3 separate regions of the Mus musculus genome follow, and regions 1 and 2 are each linked to region 3. The links are chromatin contacts, called in public promoter capture Hi-C maps. All regions are on one chromosome and are shown on one strand. The core of a region is the stretch at or near the end of the contact, and the rest is flanking DNA. Distances in the headings are between cores, read along the strand shown.

Region 1 (4,162 bases), core at 1,037-3,536, about 13 Mb after region 3:
TGTTAACAGTGTAAAACATCATCTCAGCAGAGCAGAAAACTTTGCTATTTGTTTCTGTTTCTTTGTTGAGACAGGGTTTCCTTGTGTAACAGTCCTGGCTATTCTGGAACTGGCTTTGTAGACCAGGCTGGCCTCAAACTCAAAGATCTGCCTGTCTCCACTTAAGACAGACAATAGAAGAACAACAGTTATCTTTTTGCAGGGTAGGTGGGGGGCAACCTTCCTGTGAGCTGAAGTGTGAAATGAGAAATATAAATGTGCAACTTGCTCTTTTGACATAATCACCAGCCATGTGGGCTTCAGATCCCTAAAAGCTTCCTTGTGTTCATAAAATAGGTACCCAGGATGTAAGTTTTTCTGAGCTTTTTATGTGTTCTTTCTTAAGGAATGGGACTGCTTGAGCCAGCTGTATGCTGATTGTCAATAACTCTTAGATAACAGTACTATTTCTTCATATAAAAAAAAAGATGTATTTACTTATGTGAGTACACTGTTGCTCTCTCAGACACACCAGAAGAGAGCACTGTATCCCATTTCAGATGGCTGTGAGTCACTGTGGTCGCTGGGAACTGAACTCAGGACGCCTAGGAGAGCAGTCAGTGCTCTTAACTGCTGAGCCATCTCTCCAGCCTCATTTCTTCATTTACTAAAGACTACATTTCATAAATATGGTAATAAGTGTAACAGATCGAATTAGTTCTTTATAACACAGCAGACATGACAAAATAAAATGTATTTCTTTTTCTCTCTGAAGTTATATGAAGTCACTTATATGCTCCAATGTGAAAATTTGAATAGGCTTTCAGAGTGAAAATAAAAGTTTAAAAACATAACCAATTTTATATACTATTTCTTGTATAGCTGTAAGTACTGTGTATTTTTCTTTTCATTTGCTGTTACATAGGTTATTAGGTTTTTTGTTTTTTTTTTCCTTCTTCTTCTTTCCTTTTTTGGCTTTTCCAGACAGGGTTTCTCTGTTGTCCTGGCTGTCTGGGAACTCTGCAGACCAAGCTGGTCTGAAACGAAACCCAGAGATCAGGTTGTCTACCTCTGCCTCCCGAGTGCTGGGATTAAAGACATGGTTCACCAAGCCCGGTAGCCAGGCTGTTACCTCAACTTACAGAAAGCCGGGCGTGGTGGCACGCCTCTCATCCCAGCACTCGGGTGGCAGAGGCAGGCGGATTTCTGAGTTCGAGGCCAGCCTGGTCTACAAAGTGAGTTCCAGTTCAGCCAGGGCTATACAGAGAAACCCTGTCTCGAAAAAACCAAAAAAAGAACTTACAGAAAAATGCACACTATAGCACCTAAAAACTGACCCTTTGTGTATGTAGTATTTCATTCTAAAACCATTTAATGATGAAGAAAGATATCGTTGTGTTGATTTAGTTCATCTTAAGTTCTATTTACAATACTTTCATTTTGTTTCGATCAAAATTTCTGCCACTAATGACAATATCTGCGTTCATTGACTTCTAAACATCAGTCTCTTTGAAAGTTATCGTTTGCCATCCAACCCACTATTCTCAAGAATTCAAGATATCACAACTTCTTCAGGAAAAAAAAAAAAAAAAAAAAAAAAAAAAAAAAAAAAGCAATAGCTCAAACACAGAGAATCTCAGAATAATAAAGACTTAAGAAGTTACAACGGGCGGCCAGGAGCACCGAAGTGGGACCAAAGAAGCAGGTTGCGACGAAGCCCAGGAGCCAGTGAGAAAGTCCGGAAGAATCTGGGCTATTTGCCAAACGTAGACGTCTCCAGAATCCTGCAGACTGACTGGTGCCACGAAACCAGAGGTCAAGTGAGTGACAGGCAGAAAAGAGGCCCGACCCTCTGGGACTGAGCAAAACACGCCAGGAATTCTAGAGAAACGTCAGGAATTCCAGGGCAGTACGGAGGACGCCTTGCACGCAGCTCCAGAGCCCAGGCCCTCAGCTGAGACCCACGCTGCCCCTAAGGATACGTGCGTGAGGAAAACGACCCGGAAGCCCGACGCCCACGCGCTTCCCCAAAGTCAAGGCAGCATCCAGATTCCACAGGCGTAGAAAAGCTGGGGCCCGGCGCCCGAGTTGGGGCGGGGCCCAGGCCTTTCCCCGCCTCCCGAAGAGCGGTCCATCCTCAGTGCGCCTGCGTGGGGTGAGGCCGGACTCTTTTTGGCTCTCCGGAGTGCGGCTTGCAGCGGCGTTCTCTACCCAGCGTGCCGTGCGCGAGCGGCGGCCCTCCGTCCCTCCTCCTCCTCCTCCGTCCCTCCTCCTCCTCCCGCCGCGGCCCCCCTCTCCCCCAAAGTGAGTGAGTGAGACGGGCAGATGGAGGAGGTACCGTAATGGCGGCGGCCGGCAGCTCCCTGCTCTGATCCGCGGCAAGCACACGGCAACGACCCCCTCCCCGGCCGTCTCCCGGCCGGCCCCCCGCCCTGCGGTCGGCGCGGGGCCACCGTCCCGGCCCTCCCCGCAGCTGTCGGCGTCTGGCACTGCGCCCCGGCCGGGGCCCCACACACAATGGACGAGCTGGCCGGAGGCGGCGGCGGCGGCCAGGGGATGGCAGCCCCTCCCCGGCCGCAGCAGGGACCCGGGGGGAACCTGAGCCTGCCGCCGGGAGCGAACGGAGCGCCGGGCGGCGGGGGTCCTCCGGCCGCCGAGGCGGCGGGGCCCCCGGCAGGCCCGGAGCTGTCCCGGCCGCAACAGTACACGATCCCGGGGATCCTACACTACATCCAGCACGAGTGGGCTCGCTTCGAGATGGAGCGGGCGCACTGGGAGGTGGAGCGGGCCGAGCTGCAGGTACGTCACCCGTCACCCCTCTCGACTGCGAGCTGGGGCCGGGGCCACGGGCCGCGGGGGTGGGGCCGGGGCTGAGGCCCGTGCCCTCAAGGGCGGAGGGGACCTACCTGAGCCGCTCCGGCCGGCGAGCGGTGACGGCGCGCCCGGCTCCCTCCTCACGGGCGGCGCGCTGCGGGCATCCTTGGGGCAGCCATTTTGGCTTTTAGCATGGCGTCCGCAGGGCTCCTCCGGAGCCACCTCTCCTGGGCCTCCGGGGTTTGGGCCCAGCGCCTCTGGGCGAGAGTCTGGCGTGGGCCCGCTAGGCACTGAGTTTGCGCTTGTGGGTCCCCTTGAGGGTGAGGCCACGCGGAGAGGGCCTGGGATGAGCGTCTTTGCCTCCTGGCTCCTGCACCCCCTTCCGATGTGGCGTCCTGCCCCCTCCCCCGCGCCTCGGTACGCACTTGCCCCTTGACAGCCACGCCGCTTCGGGCTACCGCCGCGCACAATGGCTCGCGGCCGGCCGGACAAGTTTGCCTTCCCATCCTCAACTCCTTTAAGTACCTGCGATGCCGCTCTACTCACTTGGATTTCCTTTAGCGCTTACTGATTCATCAACACTTTAACTGAATATTTCTCTCTTGAGTCGGCTTCTCTAGAGTTCCCTACTATATTCATGTTTTTACTGATGCAAAGCAAAGCTGGGCTGTCAGTACAGTATTTAGGAAATGTCTGCGGAAAGAATTGGTCTTAATTTGAAGTAGACCGTACTTATCGCTTAGTACAAGCTAAAACGGAGTTAAATGTCCACTTAATGTGATCCTCTGACAGACTTGGGTTATCCTAACTTTTGGAAGGTGACAGTTGCGGGTTCATGCCTTGAATTTTTAAAATTGCTGCATCTGTTTGAAAGGATTATTCAAGCTGGAGGATGACTGCGTTTAGTTTTAAGTTCCTTTCCAGGGTTTAATTTAAGCTTAGAAGAAAAAAAGCGTGTATCTAATTAAGCGTTGCACCTGTTTTTCAGACTTATAAATTTCGACATAAGCAATATTGTTCGTTATTATACACACACACACACAATAACTTTGGTGAGAAATAATGTTGAAACAACAGCGTGATTAATGAATGTAGAAAAGGTATCCTCAAATAAATATGAGTCTTCAGTTTGGTGTCGAATAGTAAACTTTTTAATTACATTGATTAATTTATTTCTGACCTGATTATTTACAAACTATAAACAATTTTATTCAAAAATTAAAAATACCCAGGTGTAGAGGCATAAGTCTTTAATCTCAGTGCTCAGGAGGGAGATGTTTAATATCCATGAGTTCAGGCCAGGCTGATTTATATAGAGTTCCAGGACAATTGCAGTTACATAAGAGTCTATCTTAAACAAACAAAAAAG
Region 2 (3,821 bases), core at 164-2,663, about 12 Mb after region 3:
AAGTTAGGGTGACTTTGACCCGCGTTTTTCTCCTAGCCTCCCAGTAAACCCGGGAACAAAGAAAAAGTTTTTTCAGTGAAACTGTGTAGCTATGCTCATGAACCCCTGCTGCTTAGTGGGGATCACGCTGGCGGCGTGGGTCCGTGTGGTTTACCTTGGGGTTATGCAAATTAGCTCCTGGTGCATGTTGGGTAAGAGCCTTCCTCTAGAGGCCTGGGGAGGGGAGTGAGTTCTCTAAGCAGTCCGCTATCCGGCACGCTGGGAGGCTCGCTGTTCTCCTACGTCTGTGTGGGAGCTTGAGAAATGTGTGGCAGCTAAGTGACCAGGGCCCTGACTCGATCACCTACTCCCCCCACACACTAAAACAGGACACTTGTTACCTATGTTCCACTAGTCCAATGCCTGTTGAAGTATGCCCAACCCGCCAGGTGACCCCTCCCCAGCATAGCCTACTCGGTCCCAGAACTATGGGCACCATACTCTAGGAACGCAGCAAAAGCTTGGGGAGGTCCTCTAGAGCCTGGGGTACAGTCTGTTCCCAGCAGGCGCTGCCCGGCCTGGACCCGCGAGTTTGACTGGGCGGCCACGCCCGTCCACTCTCTGCGGGTGGCCGGTCGCAGGTAACGCCTGCCTGTGCACATTTTGCGCAGGCGCCGATTAGGTCCAGGACCGAGGCTCGGGGACCAGGGGCCGCACCCCTTCACAGGTGTCTGGCAGGCGCTAGACGTTGCCTGGTAACCAAACATCCGGAACACAGATGCAAGGGCGGAAGCCCACCTACTTGGCCTGAGAGGGAAATTTAAGGATTTACACTGCTCACTTTGGAGTAGAATAATAGCAGAGTCACTCTTGTACTTCCGTTCCTTTTCCTGTATATTAAATGACATGTTAGCCCTGTTATGATACAAATGTGTAAAACATACCTACTTGGAGGAAATATTTGTTGTAATTTTAAATAACAGCGAAGTCTTAGCTGTTCAAGTCATAGCTTTGTGGGCTGTAAAATGAGGGACAAAGGTCAGAAACTGCTAGTTTGGTGTGGTTTCAGTATTTCTCAGAATGAAGTCTGGGCAAAGGTTTTCCTGTGTGCTTATAATTATCACCATTAGTCGGCTGTGGTGTGGCACCTGCCTGTAATCCCAGTACTTGGGTGGGAAACAGAGAAGAACTAGAAGTTCAAGGGCAGATTTCCCTACATAGTGAATACAAGCCCAGCCTAGGCTAGTCAGCTAAAATTCCTTCTCTTGAGCAGACAGACAAGGCCTATCCTTGTTCCAGCAGCAAACAGAAGAGTCCTCCAAAGGACACTCTGCGGAGGGAATGGTGAGTTGAGCTTCCTTCTATGACGTAAAGGAGGAGTTGCTCACAGAGCCAGGGTGTTCATCCCCCCAAGTTACGCCTAGAAAGCCTTTACCCAGTCGGGATGAAGACTTCTCCACCCAGCCACCCCACTCCCTTAGTCTTCCTAGGTTACAGACTCTACCCCTCCCCTCAGCGAGGCCACTTCTAGTTATGGATAAAATTGCGTACTACAGTAGGTAGGGTGGATACTCAGGTAAGGGTCGCCTGACCTCCCTGCCCCTTTATGAGCAGGTGTGGGTCAACAAGCCCAGCTGAGATGATCTTTTGCCAGTAGACATTACAGAATGTGGTAAGATAGATTTTGTTTGTTTCAGAAGATAGTCCTGTACAACACCTATACAAACTGTCTCAATTCATTAACAAACGAACTACCGAAGGACAAGGCAAGTTACTACTTAATTTAACTAGAGTTTCTTTTTTTTTTTTTTCCCTTCTCCTCGTCCTCCCATCTTTCCTCCAACTTGGCATGAGAAAATAATTTTAAAACTTGTTTAATTGGCACCGGTTTTCTGATATGCAGAAAAAGAAGGGTTATGAAGTCACGCAGAGCCGGGCGGTGGTGGCGCACACCTTTAATACCAGCATTCGGGAGGCAGAGGCAGGCGAATTTCTGAGTTCGAGGCCAGACTGGTCTACAGAGTGGGTTCCAAGACAACCAGGGCTATTCAAAGAAACCCTGTCTCAAAAAAAAAAAAAAAGAAAGTTGGTTGTTTTCTAACAACTTTTGAAAAGTAATAAAACACTGTTCTTCCCCCAGGAAAAACAGGAGTGAAAATGACAGGTCTATTGAATTAAAATTTCCAATTAGATGCTTTTTAAAAATGCTTTGGTGTAACTTTCTATTAGCCTGCCTTTTATGATAATTTTGTATTTATTTACTTTCCATCTAGATTGCAACTTCCCCTTTCTCCTCTCCTCTGAGACCCTCCCTCCCTCCCTCTCCTCACAGTCCCTCCCTCTCACCTCACCTCTCCCCCTCCCCCTCCCTTTGTTTCCATAAACTAACATTCAGATGTCTGAATGAATGCTTAATCAAGCCAACTTCAGGTTTAGGTCAGTAAACAAGCATTAATTTAATGATTTTTATCTCAACATCCCCATGAGGTTAAATGGGTTTTAGTACTTCTTTTAATATTTTTATTGCATTGTTTATTTATTTCCTTTGCATGTGTGTTGTGGTCAGAGGACAATTTGCCAGGAGTTAGATTTCTCCTTCCACCAAGTAGGTTCTAGGGATAAAACCCTCATTCATTGGGCTGGATAGCAAGCGCCTTTACCAATCTCACTGATTTTCAGTACTTCTGAGGACTCCAAAGTATGTGGGTAAGATTTAGTTTTCTTTTCTTTCAAGTGAAAAATTAACTTGAGATAGAGATTATAGAAGAAAACATAGGAAAGTATTTTTTGCAACCTTAGGGTGAACAAAGAGTTCTAAGATAGAATACAGAAAGTAGAATCTCTGAAAAACTTGTCAAACTGGTCTTTATCATAAACAGAGTCAAACTGTTCAACAGAGAGTCAAACTGTAATACAAGACAAATCTCAAGAGAATAATCAGAACCCATCATCAGAAATGTATCAAGAATAAATTAAGATGGGGCTGGAAAAAAGGCTCAGCAGTTAAGAGCACTGGTTGCTTTTCCAGAGGACCCAGGCTCATTCATAGCAAACACCTGATGGCTCACAGATGGTTATCTGAAACCCCGGTTCCAGGCAGTTGACCTCCTCTTCTAATTTCTGAAGGCACCAGGCACATTGTGGAACACAGGCAGACATACATACAGGCAAAACACTCATACCCATAAGAGAAAATAAATCTAAATGGGCAAAAGGTTTAGACAAATATTTAGCAAAAGTATAACAAATGAAAAGCACAATGAAACAAAAAGGGAAAATAGAAAAAGATATATAAATGCCTCCCCTGAAAATGGAAACAAATTCAACAGGCTAATCCTCAGAAAATTGCTCATGTCTGCTAAATACCATCTCACAGTACTAAAATGACAAAACTCAAGAATAAACAAAATCAGGCGACTCTGCAGAGCATCTAGCACTCTTAGGTGATGGGTAGACACTGTCAGGGAGGGAGAGAGGAGAGCTGATACATTTTTGAAGAACTCTTTAGCTTTTCCTGTGCAAAGATTCATGCTAATTATCACCTTGGCATAGTCAGGAGTCACTGGAAGGTGGACATCTGACGTTCCTGTGTGGGATTAGCTTGATATTAGTTGTGATATATATTGATGTGAACTGACCGCTTGCAAGCCAACACTCACCCTCTCCCCTCATTGTAGATGTCATGTGACCAGCTACTTCAAGTTTCTGTTGCCCAGACTTCTTTCCATGATCAACTGTACCTTGAACTATAAGTGTACATAAATGACTCTTGAAATTACTTTTGCCAGAGTATTTTATCACAGCAATAAAAAAAGTGGGAAGTCTTACAGAGGGAAACATAT
Region 3 (4,039 bases), core at 837-3,336:
AAAGAACATTGGTTTTACCTGAGCCCATTGATGATGCCAAAACAGCAAAGGCCTCTAAAGCTGCCTGGCGTACCCTGCGTTTGCTATCCACAAGAGCTGGAGCAAGATCAAAGGACAGTTTGGGTAAGTCAAAATCCTCACTGGGGTAGGTCAGGAGGGAACAGATGCAAATGTTCACTACTTCCTCCCGTACTCTGGAATGCTTATGTTTAAGGTTTTCCAGGAGCAAAGAAAGCACCCGCTGAGGACCCACTTCTTTCATTAGCTTTAGGAAGATTTTCATGTACTCCTGCTTGATCACCAACTTGTTGTCTGCCAGCACTTTCACAGAAGCCGCTATAACTGGTCCCAAGAACTGTTGCACCTGCTCTCCCAGGCGAATGACCAGCAAATGGAGAACTTGAAGTGTGCCATGGACCACTTTGAAATTGGAATCGTCTAGCAAGTTATACAATAAGCTAATGAAACCAACGAGACTAGCATGAGGGGTCGAACTTGGGTTAAATTTTCCCAGCAACTGCTTTAGTTCTTCAACAGCCTGAGTCCTGTTTTTATAATCTTCCTGATCCAACAGTCTTGCATGGAGTTCCTGGGGAATAATCTCAAATTTAAGATTGCTACTGGAAAGATTCACTACACACGGGGCAGCATCTTCAGAAAACCCGGAGGCTTCTAGCTCCAAATAATAAGGAACCTGACTTCCATACTGGGACTCCAGGCGGCGATTGTAGTGCCTCCTCAGTGCAGAAGGCAAACGCGAGATGTAGGAGTGAAACCTCTCTTGACCAAGTCGTTCTCCAATTTGTTGAAGTGAAGAGAAGGCTGTCTCGGATTCTTCTTCCATCTCCTGATCGCCAAGCTTTCGGGCCAGAGATATTATTACTTCAGTGAGATCCAAACCCTGCAACAAATCCTCAGGAGTGAACAAGATAGGGAGCAACAGCGCAGTGGAAGCTCTAAGCCGGGCATCTGGACTTTCCAGGCCTTGGATGAGAGTTCGCAGGACCTGCCCAGAACTACGCCTAAGACAAATATGCAGGATCTGCAGCGCATCTTTCCGTAGGGCAGGGTTATCTTCTCGTAACGAGACAACGAGCTGAGGCAAAAGCGCTAAACTGAAGGCCTCTTCCAGCTGACCCGCCTCGCCCTGACCCCGAAGAACGTCCGAGAGAAGCTGCAAGCAGAGCCTCTTCTCCTCACTGCCGCCTTCCACAAGCACTCGGCCCAGCGCCCGATATAAGGCTTCCTTGCGGCGGGGAAAGCCAAGCCGGCCGCCTCGCCGCGGCAAGGCAGCCTGCAAAGCCTGGAACGCCTCGGAAGGATCCGGTGCGGTGCGCAGGAGTTGAAGAAGCCGAGTCTCCTCCTCATCTCCGCCCGAGAGCCCACTTCCAGGCCCGGACCAGCTAGTTGAAACAGCCTCCGCCGGTAACAGGAGGGTCGAGGCCAGAGGCGACGGCGTCGCGGGGCAGGAGCCATGATCCCCGGCAGCCCCACGGCAGTAATAGTTTTTCTCGCCTCTCATGGTGCCCCCGGATCGACGACCATCAGTCCCTGGGGCGTAAGGACGACAGCGGCTCAGGAGGCGATAGGAACCAGGGGTCGCAGGAGGCGGCAGCGGGAGCAGCTCGGAAGGCGCGGCCGCCATGGAGGGTCGTCAGGTAGCGAGAGCTGGAGGGAACCATTGCCGTCTTGGGAGGGCTGGATGAAGCCCAGCCTTCCAGTTCCTCTCCAAGCCCCGAGCTGCAGAGGAAGAGAAGGAACGGCTCCGGTCAGCTGCCAGGCCGCTCGGGCCTTCCACTCCCGGAGCCAGCCTCCGGCAAAATGGCCCCCGCTGAGCCTGGGACCCCACAGGCGCCACCCGGCGTAACCAGGGCCACCACGTGACCAAACCGAGCGCTTCCATGGTGATGCACCCAGAGCGGACCTCTTGACCCGGAAACCAATCTGCCGCGGTGGATGCTGGGTTATGTAGTCCATGTAAGGACTTAAAGCATAGGCCGAAGATTCCTGGAAGAGGAAGTCTGAACGTAGCCAGAATGAAGAGGCGGGGTCAAGGCCTTAGACGGAAATGACGCTCCCTTGTCCGGGGCGGAAGTTTTCCACCCCACCCATAAGAGTTGAGGTTTGACGGGAGCAAGAGAGGATCCCATCCCGGGTTCCAGTTTTCCGTGGCTCCTCCTCCTGTTGCTGCAGGTGTTATTCCTGGGACTCAGGTATTTTCCTTTTGCTATTATACAGTGGTGCAGGCTTTGGTGGTGTGTTCCCCGAGTGCCCCAGGAGCCAGAATGCGAGGCAAAGAACTGGACCAGAGCAGGCAGAGAGAGACGACATGTTCTGCACAGTGCTGGTTACCATTGTAAACGTTCTACTCACTGCTGTCCAAAATAAGATTCTTTCTACCTGCAGCCTGCTTAGTAGTACAGGAGAACCTAACCGAGGCCAAGCACACAGAGTACTTTTTTAAAAAAGACTTTCTTGTCGTTGGGGACCTTCCTCGCCCCGCCCTCTTCTCCCTTGCCTCCTTTTCCTCTCTTCACCCGCTGGCTATGGAGTGTTAAAGGCTTCTGTCCCTTTTCATTGTCCGCATCACCAAGTTTTCTTATAGATAGGTAGAATCAGTGTTTTCCCCTTTGCATTAAACGGAGTGCTTAAAGCCTTTATCTTTTAACTCCTCTGTGGGACTTTTCCTTTCGCCCCACCTCCACCTTTCCCATCTCCCCTAGGATACTCCAGAGTCTCTGCAGTCTTTCAGTCTCCTGGAGACGGAGATCGCTAGACAATTTCAGTTGTGGTGCAAGTTCTTAGCATTACAGTCCTAAGAGAATTCTGCACAGAGGATTTAGGTTGATAGACATTATTTTAAGCAAAATGAGAATTTGATAGCTGATGAGTGTTTTTTTTTTTTTTGTAAAAGAAACTATAAATAGACTCAGTTCAACTAAGAGTATCTCCTATACGGCCACACCCCTTTGGGGCATGAAAGAGCAACTTTTTTGTGTGTCTGTATTTGAAACATTAATGCTGAATTACTGTATAGCCCAAGCTGGTCTTGAAGTCTTGACCCTCCTATCAGTCTTCTGATTGTTGAGATTACCAGTGTGCACTGTCAAACCAAGCTTGAAAACAGATTTGTTGTTGTTCGGCAGACTTTTAAAAGAAATAATACAATTACTTTTCAGTGAGAAAAGACTGAGTTATAATTTGAAGTTCCAAGCTTATATTCTTCAAATGCAAAAGTATTTCTGTCCCTCTTTGTATTAAATGGATATCTCTCAATTTTTATTTTATTTTATTTTATTATTTTGAGACTGGGTTTTCCTGTCTAGTCCTAGTTGTTCTGAACTCCCTGTGTAGACCAGGCTGGCCTCCAACTTAGAGATCTGCCTGCCTCTGCCTCCCAAGTGTTGGGATTAAAGCCCTGTGCCACCATACCCAGCTATATTATTTTTTGAAATCTTGAAATAATTGAGTCACATGTATCAAAGTGCTTTATAACAATAATTAATACTCCTGGTGATGCAAGTTGAAATTGTATTTATTAGTTTTTATTATAACATAATTAAAATGTTCTTAATTTTTTATTTTGGAAAAAGTATTAATATAAATGAGGCTGTATAACCATGTATCCTGTGCTTTGGTTTAAAGCTTTGGTGGGTTTCTTCACTTTCTTTTATCTTCTGTTTTGTGGTTTGCTGCTGCTGTTCTGTGTTATTTCACTGTCCTGAACACTGAACCGAGGGGCTTTGTTCATGCTGGGAAGTGTTCTGCCACTGAGTGTCGTCCACAGCCTTCATTCATCATTTGGATGTATAAGTAGATCTGCCTGAGTTTGGTTTAACACATGTATTTTAGTAGAAAAACAATAACAGACGTGCTGCTGTCCCCACCCATTTTCTATTTTTAGAGAGAGTAAGGATGGAAATGAAAACCAAGAGATGATTATAATGCTGGTCAGTGAAAAAGAATGAGTACCGGATGGCTGGGTGTAGGTCTTAGAGAGCACTTGCCTAACATGTGCAAGGTTCTGAATTACACCTAC

The links. Promoter capture Hi-C pulls out the DNA fragments that hold promoters and counts their contacts.
Region 1: a contact with region 3 is called in a promoter capture Hi-C map of pre-B cells. The contact joins the promoter of Strn3 here to the promoter of Klhl28 in region 3. A contact is called at or near these places in 2 of 39 promoter capture datasets (cranial neural crest and pre-B cells) and 1 of 484 Hi-C or Micro-C datasets (B cells).
Region 2: a contact with region 3 is called in a promoter capture Hi-C map of pre-B cells. The contact joins the promoter of 1700031P21Rik here to the promoter of Klhl28 in region 3. A contact is called at or near these places in 1 of 39 promoter capture datasets (pre-B cells) and 1 of 484 Hi-C or Micro-C datasets (CD8 T cells).

Annotation. Positions count from the first base shown.
Region 1 is chr12:51,690,038-51,694,199 of GRCm38.p6, reverse strand. It overlaps Strn3 (striatin, calmodulin binding protein 3), which reads left to right and starts at 2,286. Exons shown (of 18, transcript NM_052973.2): 1 at 2,286-2,778. The coding sequence starts at 2,497. It overlaps Ap4s1 (adaptor-related protein complex AP-4, sigma 1), which reads right to left and starts at 3,234. Exons shown (of 6, transcript NM_021710.4): 1 at 2,886-3,234.
Region 2 is chr12:52,599,914-52,603,734 of GRCm38.p6, reverse strand. It overlaps 1700031P21Rik (RIKEN cDNA 1700031P21 gene), which reads left to right and starts at 1,413. Exons shown (of 3, transcript NR_045910.1): 1 at 1,413-1,555; 2 at 1,680-1,745; 3 at 3,657-3,751. Gm35239 (a long non-coding RNA gene) reads right to left here and starts at 782. Exons shown (of 7, transcript XR_001780617.2): 1 at 1-782.
Region 3 is chr12:64,963,583-64,967,621 of GRCm38.p6, reverse strand. It overlaps Klhl28 (kelch-like 28), which reads left to right and starts at 2,086. Exons shown (of 5, transcript NM_025707.3): 1 at 2,086-2,213. It overlaps Togaram1 (TOG array regulator of axonemal microtubules 1), which reads right to left and starts at 1,880. Exons shown (of 20, transcript NM_177805.3): 1 at 1-1,880. The coding sequence starts at 1,645.